2 separate regions of the Mus musculus genome follow, and region 1 is linked to region 2. A link is a contact called in public ChIA-PET data. All regions are on one chromosome and are shown on one strand. The core of a region is the stretch at or near the end of the contact, and the rest is flanking DNA. Distances in the headings are between cores, read along the strand shown.

Region 1 (4,467 bases), core at 11-2,510, 290 kb before region 2:
CCTGCTTCCTTCCAGGCCTCTGAAGACAGTAGTACTTAGATTGGGCTTGTTTCCTGATGTAGAGTTTTACTAACATGGCTCTGCATTCCATGCTAGACACTTTAGGCAGGCCTGAGTTTTGCTCTCCTTTGGGTCTCTACCCTGTCATAGTCCCAGGCATTGGTAGGCACCCTGTGCATAAAGAATAATGTAGCTGAAGTGGCCAGCTAGCTCTTTTCTCTCCTTTGATTCTTCTTTCCTGGCAGTAGCTTCTGCCAGGCACAGCCCATGTCCAGTCCACTGGGTCTCCAGAACAGTAAAGCTTCAATCAGTTTGCCTGGTGGGTGGCTGCTGTCCTTGTATGTTTGTGTCTGATTTCCAGCTGTCTTAGGGTTTCTGTTACTGTGAAGACACCATGACCACGGCAACTCTTACAAAGGAAAACATTTATTTGGGGCTGGCTTACAGTTTCAGAGGTTCAGGCTATTATCATCATGATGGGAAGCATGGCAGCAGGCAGACTTTGTGACATAGTGCTGGAGAGGTAGCTGAGTTCTACATCTGGATCAGCAGGCTACAGGAAGAGAATGCCGTGCTGTGTGGCTTGAGCTTCTGAGACCTCAAGCCTATCCTGTAGTGAGACACCTCCTCCAACAAAGCCACACCTCCTTCAACAAAGCCACACCTCCTAATGCCGATCCCTAGGGCCAAGCATTCAAACATATGAGTCTATGGGGGTCATTCCTATTCAATCCACCACACCAGACAATTTCTTTTTCTTTTTTTTTTTTTTTTTCCATGAGATTGGTCTGGGGTTGTTTCTTTTTTTTTTTTTTTTTTCCATTTTTTATTAGGTATTTAGCTCATTTACATTTACCAGACAATTTCTACTTCTGCTGCTCTGGCTAGAGAAGGACAAGCATGTGGGTGGGGACCACATTACCCCTTGGACCTTTACAGGTCCAGAAAGGAAATGGCCAGCAGTCCATGCTTGCATGCTGACCAAGGTGCTGTGTGGAAAGCCACCTGCTGGGCATCACACCTTCACAAGGGAGCTGTGACCCAGAGTAGTGCCTGGGCCACACAGGTGGGCTGCAAGTTCAGTACTCTTTGAAGATGGCACCCAAGGCAAACAGTTGACAAGAGCATCTGTAGGACCTTTCTTCTTCCCTGTCAAGTTGCTGTGAATTCACTGGTTTTCATTTCACACATACATAGAATTGATACCGAGGTGTGAACCCAAGGTGTCACATGCTAGGCAAGTGGCCTGCTGCTGCTGCATCGCTACTGTCCCACAGTGGCCCCAGTCTTCTGCTCTGTGGCTTCTTTCTCACTGTGATGGCCTCTTACAGAACACTCATCAAACCTATCATGCATTGTCAGCCCTCCCCCCGCCCCCCACATCCCCCGTGAATGGTTGGAGTGTAAGTGTGTGGAGGCCATTCTGTCACACAGACCTCTGCTGCTTTCCCTGCCTGTGGCTGCTAAAGAAATACTACCCCAGCGTAGAGAATGTTATAGGTTAAAAATCTTTGAATAAGGTGATCATGCAGCCTGGTTGCATCGTGAGTGTTACAACCTTGAATTCCTGTGAAAACTGTGGGTGCTTTATCTTTGTGCTCACTAATCTTAGCTATGTAGGTTATGTGTTAAAGCACTGACTTTTTTTTTTTTTTTTTTTTTTTGGAGACAGGGTTTCTCTGTATAGCCCTGACTGTCTTGGAGCTTACTTTTGTAGACCAGGCTGGCCTCGAACTCAGAAATCCACCTGCCTCTGCCTTCCAAGTGCTGGGATTAAAGGCGTGCACCACCACTGCCCAGCCAAAGCACTTTCTTTAACTAAGGTGTGATCTTATTTTCCAGATGTTGAGTGATGAACTGGGGTAGCTATGATAAAAAAAACAAAACAAAACAAAAAAACCTTCTCTATTGCCCTTGCTCAGCCTTGTGGGCTGGGCTTGTTCTCCAAAAAGCTCCGAGTGTTGGGTTAGCTGTGTCTAATGCACCTCTCACGCTTGGGACCGACCGACTCTCACTTAGGAATGCTGACTAGTTTCTGGTGGTCAGAACCCAGTTGTAGAATCCTTTACTTTATTGACTCTCATGGTTTCATATTTGTAAATATTATGCTTTTTATGCTTCATGTTGAGGCTGGAGAGATGGCTCAGCAGTTAAGAGCACTGGCTGCTCTTCTAGAGGACCCAGATTTGGTTCCTAGCACTCACATGGCAGCTCACAACCATTTGTAACTCTAATCCTGGGGGATCCTCTTCTAACCTCTGGGCAGGAGGCATGCAAGCAGCACACAGATATACGTACATGCTGGCAGCACATCTATGCACACAAAAATAACAAAAGCCTTCTTCCTTTGACTGGTCAATCCAGGGGTCAGTTGTGATAGCATCCTTCTTCCAATGATCTGCTGCCAAACGATAGAAATCCAGTAAGGACACTCTGTCCAAGCCCTGAGATGCGGTACAGAGATGTGCTACCAACCACCTAAGCCCAAGGTGTTCATAAATATTGCTCATATTGAAAAAGTTATTGTCACTTCTAGGTTCTCCTCTTTGATGATTACTAAAATAAAGGGCAGGGCTTCCAGATGAGAAGAGAAGGCCGAACAGAAGCAGGACTGTGTGAGAGTTCTGAAACCCAGGCCTTCAGTGGGGAACTTGAACTTCACGCAATAGGGAATGAGCTGCTTGCTGGGTGCTTCTCAGTCCTGATTCCTCCCAACAAGAAGGCTGCTGACTAACTTTCCTCGCCTCCCTCCTGGGTGTCTTCATGGACTGTCATAATGACATCAACTGCCTAAGATTCTTTCCTGGAAAGTCAATCCTAAATCAGGTGAATGCGTGAGCATTGTGAACATTCATAAAACACAACATATGAGTTATGTGTGTCCCAGTGATAGCTTGCGAAGTTCTGTAAGGGCTCTGGGGTTCTCTCATGGAAAAATATTCCCTGTGCAGGCTGCCATGCATCTGCTCTTCACCCTCCTTTCTCTTTTAAAAGGTGTGTGTGTGTGTGTGTGTGTGTGTGTGTGTGTATGTGCATGCATGCAGTACCCAGAGAGGCCAGAAGAGGGCCTGGAGCTGGAGTCCTGGGCAGTGTGAGTCACTCTGCATGAGTGCTGAGATCCATAGGTGGGGTCCTCGAGGAGGAGTGCTACACTCTCAAAACTGCTGAGCCCCTCAGCCCCCTCCCTTCTCTCTCTCGCTGTCACTTGCTTTCTCTGCTCTCAGAGATATTCTGGAAGATATTTCTGCCTCTCTCATCAGCCTGTGTATGGCCAACCATTCCTGGAATGCTTGGAACCAGGAATTTTTCACATTTTGGAGTCTATCATCTTTGAAATGCTTGCATAGGTAAACCAGACTGGTTGAGCTGACTTTAGAGATTGCAGCGTTTCCAATGTCAGATATCCAGGTTGGGGTTGCTCAGTCTGTGTTCTTGTCTTCCCAGGCAGGATTCAACTCACAAAGGTGCAAAAGCCACTGACTTCCCAATGGGGCTATACAGAGCGCCTTGTGTTGCCCAGAAGGCCTGTTGTCTGAGGTGGAGAGCGGTTCAGACCAAAGGCTCTCCATGTCTGGATGTCTGGGGCAAGCTGCACCAGAAGGTGGCTAGGATTCCTAGAAGGCAGGGCAGAAAAGGTTCACGACACCGGCTCTTCTCAGACGTCTGACCACTCTGCTTCTCTAGCCTCCTTCTGAAGGGGACTTGCCCTGCCATGGCTTGCCCTATTGACAGAGCATTGCAGCGCTGACATCAGGCAGTGGCAGGAGGCCAGCAGGAGCAAGTCTGAAAGCAAATGCTGGTCCACATATGTCCTTTGGTGGGCTCCTAGGCCAAGGATGGTAATATGCTAGAATGGGGAGGATCAGACATGGGTTAGCATCCTCACCCTAAGAAAGGGAAAGGGTTAGTTGATTTAGAGCTGGGATTATTATAAAATAAATTAAGGAGACACCAGGTGGTTGAGAGCACTTGCTTTTTTTCTAAGGAGCTAAGTTAAGTTCCTAGCACCCATGCCATGTGGCTCACAACTGCCTCTGACTCTAGTTCTAGGGGATTCAACACCCTCCCCTGTCTAACCTGCAGGCAACTGTGCTTGCTCTCTCTCTCTCTCTCTCTCTCCCTCTCCCCCTCTCCCTCTCTCTCTCTCTCTCTCTCTCTCTCTCACACACACACACACACACAATTAACAAAAAAGAAATTTAATTTAAAATAGTTTTAGATTATAGAAGGGTCACAAGGCAGCACAGATTTCTGTCACTCTGCCTTAACCTCTTAATTGCTATGCTACATTTATCAAAAACCAAATGGATATTAACTGAAGCAAATATTTTATTTTGCTTTAGCTTTCTTTAACTTTTCACATGAGTCTTTTCCACTCCAAGTGCAGTCCTGGTCATTTCACCCCTTCTCACGCACCTCTCAGTTATAACCGTTTCTCAGAGCAGCCTTGTTGTAATGACATGTTCA
Region 2 (4,479 bases), core at 1,104-3,603:
AATCAATCGTAAGTTTCACAGTCTGCTTGCCAAGATTTATTGGCAGTTTAAAACTAAGTGGCTCGTCGGTCCAGTGGACCTCCTTCCCCAGCAGCCTGCCAATCTATTTTATGATTTGGGGCATGTCGCTCCAGGCTTGAGATTTCTTTCTGGCGAGTTCCATCCAGGATGGCTGATCTGTACTGGCGTAACTGGCCCTCTTCAGCTGATGAAGTTCCTTCTCTGTGGTCGCTGCAGCCTGAGCTGCTGGGAGACAAAACAGACAAAAGCAAGAGACCCAGTGTGGGTTTTCGCTAAGCCTCTCCTATAGCTTTAAATATACGTTCCAGTCTCCACTGTGCTCCAGGACACACAATCCCTCAGTGCATAAAGGAGTGAAGACTGAAGCATCGAGTGTGGAGCACATACGATTGGAAGAGTTTCAGAGCAGGCTTAGGTGGTTCCGGAGGCAAAGTGAGTCTAGAAAGGTTCAGGGTCTAACTGCAGAACACCAGAGGTAGGCTGCACGAGGGACCGAGCATACCACCTTCACAACCACCCAATTAAGATGGCTAGTAAAGTACAAGTCTCGTGTCGTTTGACCACAATACAAAGTAAATAAAAAATTAAAAAATATTAGGTTCGGGATGTCACTCGACGGGAGAGTATGTGATTAGTGTGCAGGAGACTCCGGGCTCATCCACCATTTGAGGTGACAAATACCACCTCCCGGAGCTCAGAATTGCATTCAAAACCAGCAGAGACAGGGACCTGTGTTTTATGATTTCACATTCCCAAAAAGGGATATCTCACAGAGACACAAAGTAGGTTAGTGCTTACCTACCCCCAGGGTAGGGAATGTGACAAGTAGGTTTCCTTCCAGTGTGAGGGGGATGTTCTATTCTTAGATTGCTACCAGGGTGGTGGGACTCCGCAAATACACATAATCTCACCGTTAAATACATCCACTGAAATGCACACTGGATATGGGTGACCGTTATCTCATGTAAATTCCTTCTCAAAAAAAGGGGGGGGGGACTACATTAAAAAAACACTGCTCAACATGGCAAAATGATTCAATAACACAAACTCCAATCATAGGAAGAAATATATATATGTGTGTGTGTATGTGTAAATATATATATCTGTGTGCGCGTGCATGAGTGTGTGCCAAAGTATTTGGAAATAAAAGCCAGTCTCATACCCAAGTTCTGATGGGACAGTGAGATTCCTCTCTGTAGCCCTTCCTTGAGGTTCAGTTTTGACCCCTGCCTCTGGGTCACAGCAGGCTTTGCAGGGGTCATCAGGAAAGATTTGCTCCGGACGAAGTCACCCTGCTTCACAGACTCCTACGGAGACACAAAATGACAGGTGCTGCCCAAGGATAACAGACTCAGAGTGGGTAAATACTCCAAGTGTCTTAGCTACAAAATGTCTCTTCCAAGATGCACCCTGCTGCTGGCACTTTCTGGAAAGGGGCTCTGTGCACCGGCATCACCCACCAAAATGCCAGAGCTGACTTGTGCCAGCCTCCTGCAGCCCACGTGTGCATGGTGGCTCCTTGCTTGCCTGGACAGCCCAGTCTCAGCCCCAGATGGTATAGAGCGAGGACTCTATGTGAAAGCCGTAGGGAATGGTTTTATGATACACACTATATGGCAGCAGCTGAAATGGGCTAACATTTCGCACTGTAATTTCCCCTCCTCAATGCTACATACAGGTCTTCAGCTGTGTAGACACAACTGAGGATTGCATTAGCAGGAAGGGAAGCAGGTCCTATTGCAGCGCAGGCTCCCTTTCCTAGACAGCAGAACCCCATTTATTGTACTGGTTAGCAGAGGGTGCATCAGCACAGTTGTTGGGGTTGGTGAGAGCTGTTTTCAGTTGAATACAACATGCAACTCCAGGTTTTGGCTGTGCAGCCCCAGGTGAGGGAAAAGGGAAGCCAGCAGGCAGCAGCCAGAGCAGGCTTCATTTATCATCACACAAGGGGCTGAGGTGGAGCTGGTGACCATATTAGCGTGTGTCTGAAGGGAGCCGTTGTTTTAACTGTCTTCAATTTTTTTCCAGAGGCTGAGCTGCGTTGCCTAGGAGGCCAGAGCAGCCTCGGGCGCCACTGCATTTCTACCAGCCCACACAGGCAAAGAGGCAGCTAGCTCCATCACGGGGTCCACAAGCTGACGTACTGCCTTTGCGCATGTCAGCCATCACGGTAGGCACGGCATCTCTGTGATGTTCATGCAGGACCTCTGTGAGCACAGCGGTACCTGCTCCCACCACACCCTCACAAGATCGCTGCCCTCCTCACCCCACCCCCACCCCGAACGCCACAGAAAAAGAGTGGTAACCTGGGCTCTCTCGGCCACCTTGGCTTGCTTCCCAGTTTCTGTCTTTAGGATCCTCGACCCAGGTTTCTCTTCCTGGTTGACGGGCAGGTCTGGGGCTCCTCTTCTCTTCTGCCGGGCCATGGTGATCCAGGGTGGGGTGGGTTGCCCATCAGCCCCAGGACCTGTAGCCGCAGGAGGCTGACCCTTTTCTGTGATAAAGGCCAAGAAGGAGCAATGTTAGGCAGATAGTCCCACTCTCCCCTTCAGTCCCACCCACAGCTTCTCTCCCATACAAGGTGTGTTATATTGCTTTGCTTGGTTCAGGGGGCTGAGGAGTGGTAGGATTGAGGAGTAGAGTCTCAGAGAGACCCCCACTTCCCATTCCCCCCTGAGCCAAAGCCTCTCTTCAGCAAACTTCATTTTTTTTTTTCTTCTATAGATGTCTCAAATAGATTACCTCCTCTGGTCTGAGCCGCCAAAACCACAAGATGCAGCTGCCACCCCAACCTGTGCACTTTGGAGCTAATTTCTACCAGGGCCTTCTCTCTGGGAGGAGCTGGAATGTATGCACAGATAGGATGCCTTTGATAAGAGTCTACATTTGGGACCAGCCACCCGCCCCCACTCCGGATTTACTTGACGCGCTAAAAACATTCCCTTTGTGGGACGTGATGCCATTTCTACAACCATCTGTCTTCACCTGACACAGGAAGTTGGGGCCTGCATGGTTAACACCGGCTGTTTTTCTTCTCCTGCTCTACATTCTTTTAAAGGGCCCTCTTTGCCCTCTCCTGCCATTTCTTCACTTAGTGACCAGGAGCTCCCGCAGAACTCTTCCTGTGTCTCACCCTCACTCCCATCCCTATCCCAGAGGCAGCTACTCTCTTCGAAACAGACGGAACATTTTCTCAGGGTTTGAACTTTATTTTCTTGGCTAACAACATATTCCTCGAACAGTTCTGATAAGATTAAATTCACAACCCGAGGAACTTGCCATTCCAGTTTGAAATCAGAGCAGAGAAGTAGCTTGTTGAAGGCCAGGCCAGCCTCTCTCACCTCCTCAAAGCTCAGTGCTGGGTACTGAGCACTCTGTCACCTCTTAGCCCAAAGGCACAAGACATAGTTCTGGTAAATTCTTTATAACCTGCACTTGGATAATTTCATCTGAGCCAAAAGATACATTTTTAAAATGAGCATAAAGAGGGCTGGGGGGCCCAGGGAGGAGGGCTGGGGGGCCCAGGGAGGAGGGCTGGGGGGCCCAGGGAGGAGTGCCGGCTGCTCTGCCTGAGCACCTGAGGTTGAGTCCCAGCATCCACATGTGGCTCACAACCATCTGTAACTCTGGTTCCTCGGGTCACGCTGCCTTCTTTGGCATCGGTAGGTAGACACACGGTGCACAAACACTTGTACACGTAGAGTTAAAAACATTCAAACGAGCAGAAAAGTTATATGAGACTGCCTCTAAGGTGGTTTGGCAAGAAGGGACCCCCAGGGGAGGGTGGGGCTCTGGGGACTGCTCAAGTGGCAATGTTTCCAACTGCACTGATGTATGCCCATGTACCTACGTTCACATGCTGACCCTGGGAGTGGGTGAACCCTGCAACTGCACTAGGCTGTGCCAGGAGGTGACCTACAGGCAACTTCATGGAGCACTGGCCTGAGCAAGTGACCAAGACCTCTTAGCAGCCATTTCTTTCCTGTTTGGTTCCTGTATTTCCCCACACTTGGACACATCTCACAATATCAAGCCTCAGAGATGTTGCACCTCTGTCCCAAGTAAAGTATGGGCAGAGTCGGGTGACAGTCATTCTGCTCTGTGACACAGGCCTGAGTGGTTTCTGTGACTTGCACCCTTATCCTCTGCCACACTGGAACCCACGGCTCTGCGTCTGTGCTCCATCTGGGCTAGGGAGGGCTAGGGCTAGAGAGAGGAATGAAGACGGGCAGTGGGCAGTCTATGGCGGCCTTGAGGGGGCGGGCAAACAGGTTGTCAGTGACCCCTTAAAGCATTAACTCTCAGGGCCAAGGTTGAAACATAAAATCTCTTCTGCGATTAGATCTGCTCAAAAGGTCAGCTCTAGGGCACGGCAGATGTGGCAAATAAAGCCACTCCTTTGTTTATATTCCGGCCTCAATAGACAGACCTGAGTCTCCTGGGGATCTGGTTTAAAGA

Evidence for each region. ChIA-PET counts read pairs in DNA pulled down with a chosen protein or histone mark.
Region 1: a contact with region 2 is called in an RNA polymerase II ChIA-PET map of effector CD8 T cells, with 18 read pairs. The contact joins the enhancer-like site here to the promoter of 4930556I23Rik in region 2. A contact is called at or near these places in 5 of 39 promoter capture datasets (the HPC-7 cell line, embryonic stem cells, neutrophils and 1 more) and 4 of 115 datasets of contacts at active chromatin or transcription factors (acute myeloid leukemia, effector CD8 T cells, microglia and 1 more).

Annotation. Positions count from the first base shown.
Region 1 is chr1:37,326,276-37,330,742 of GRCm38.p6, forward strand. The region is part of intron 1 of Inpp4a (inositol polyphosphate-4-phosphatase, type I); the gene reads left to right. All of the region lies in intron 2 of 4930439A04Rik (a long non-coding RNA gene), which reads right to left. Among named protein-coding and RNA genes, the nearest start is that of 4930439A04Rik, 5.7 kb to the right of the region's middle. Within about 2 kb of position 1,261, at least 9 of the 459 cell types and tissues checked have an H3K27ac peak or open chromatin away from gene starts, as enhancers often do. A contact at or near this core is called in effector CD8 T cells, where this site is marked.
Region 2 is chr1:37,612,154-37,616,632 of GRCm38.p6, forward strand. It overlaps 4930556I23Rik (a long non-coding RNA gene), which reads left to right and starts at 2,354. Exons shown (of 2, transcript XR_373329.1): 1 at 2,354-2,414; 2 at 2,746-3,220. It overlaps Cracdl (capping protein inhibiting regulator of actin like), which reads right to left. Exons shown (of 10, transcript NM_028096.1): 8 at 2,328-2,515; 9 at 1,184-1,328; 10 at 1-243. The coding sequence ends at 104.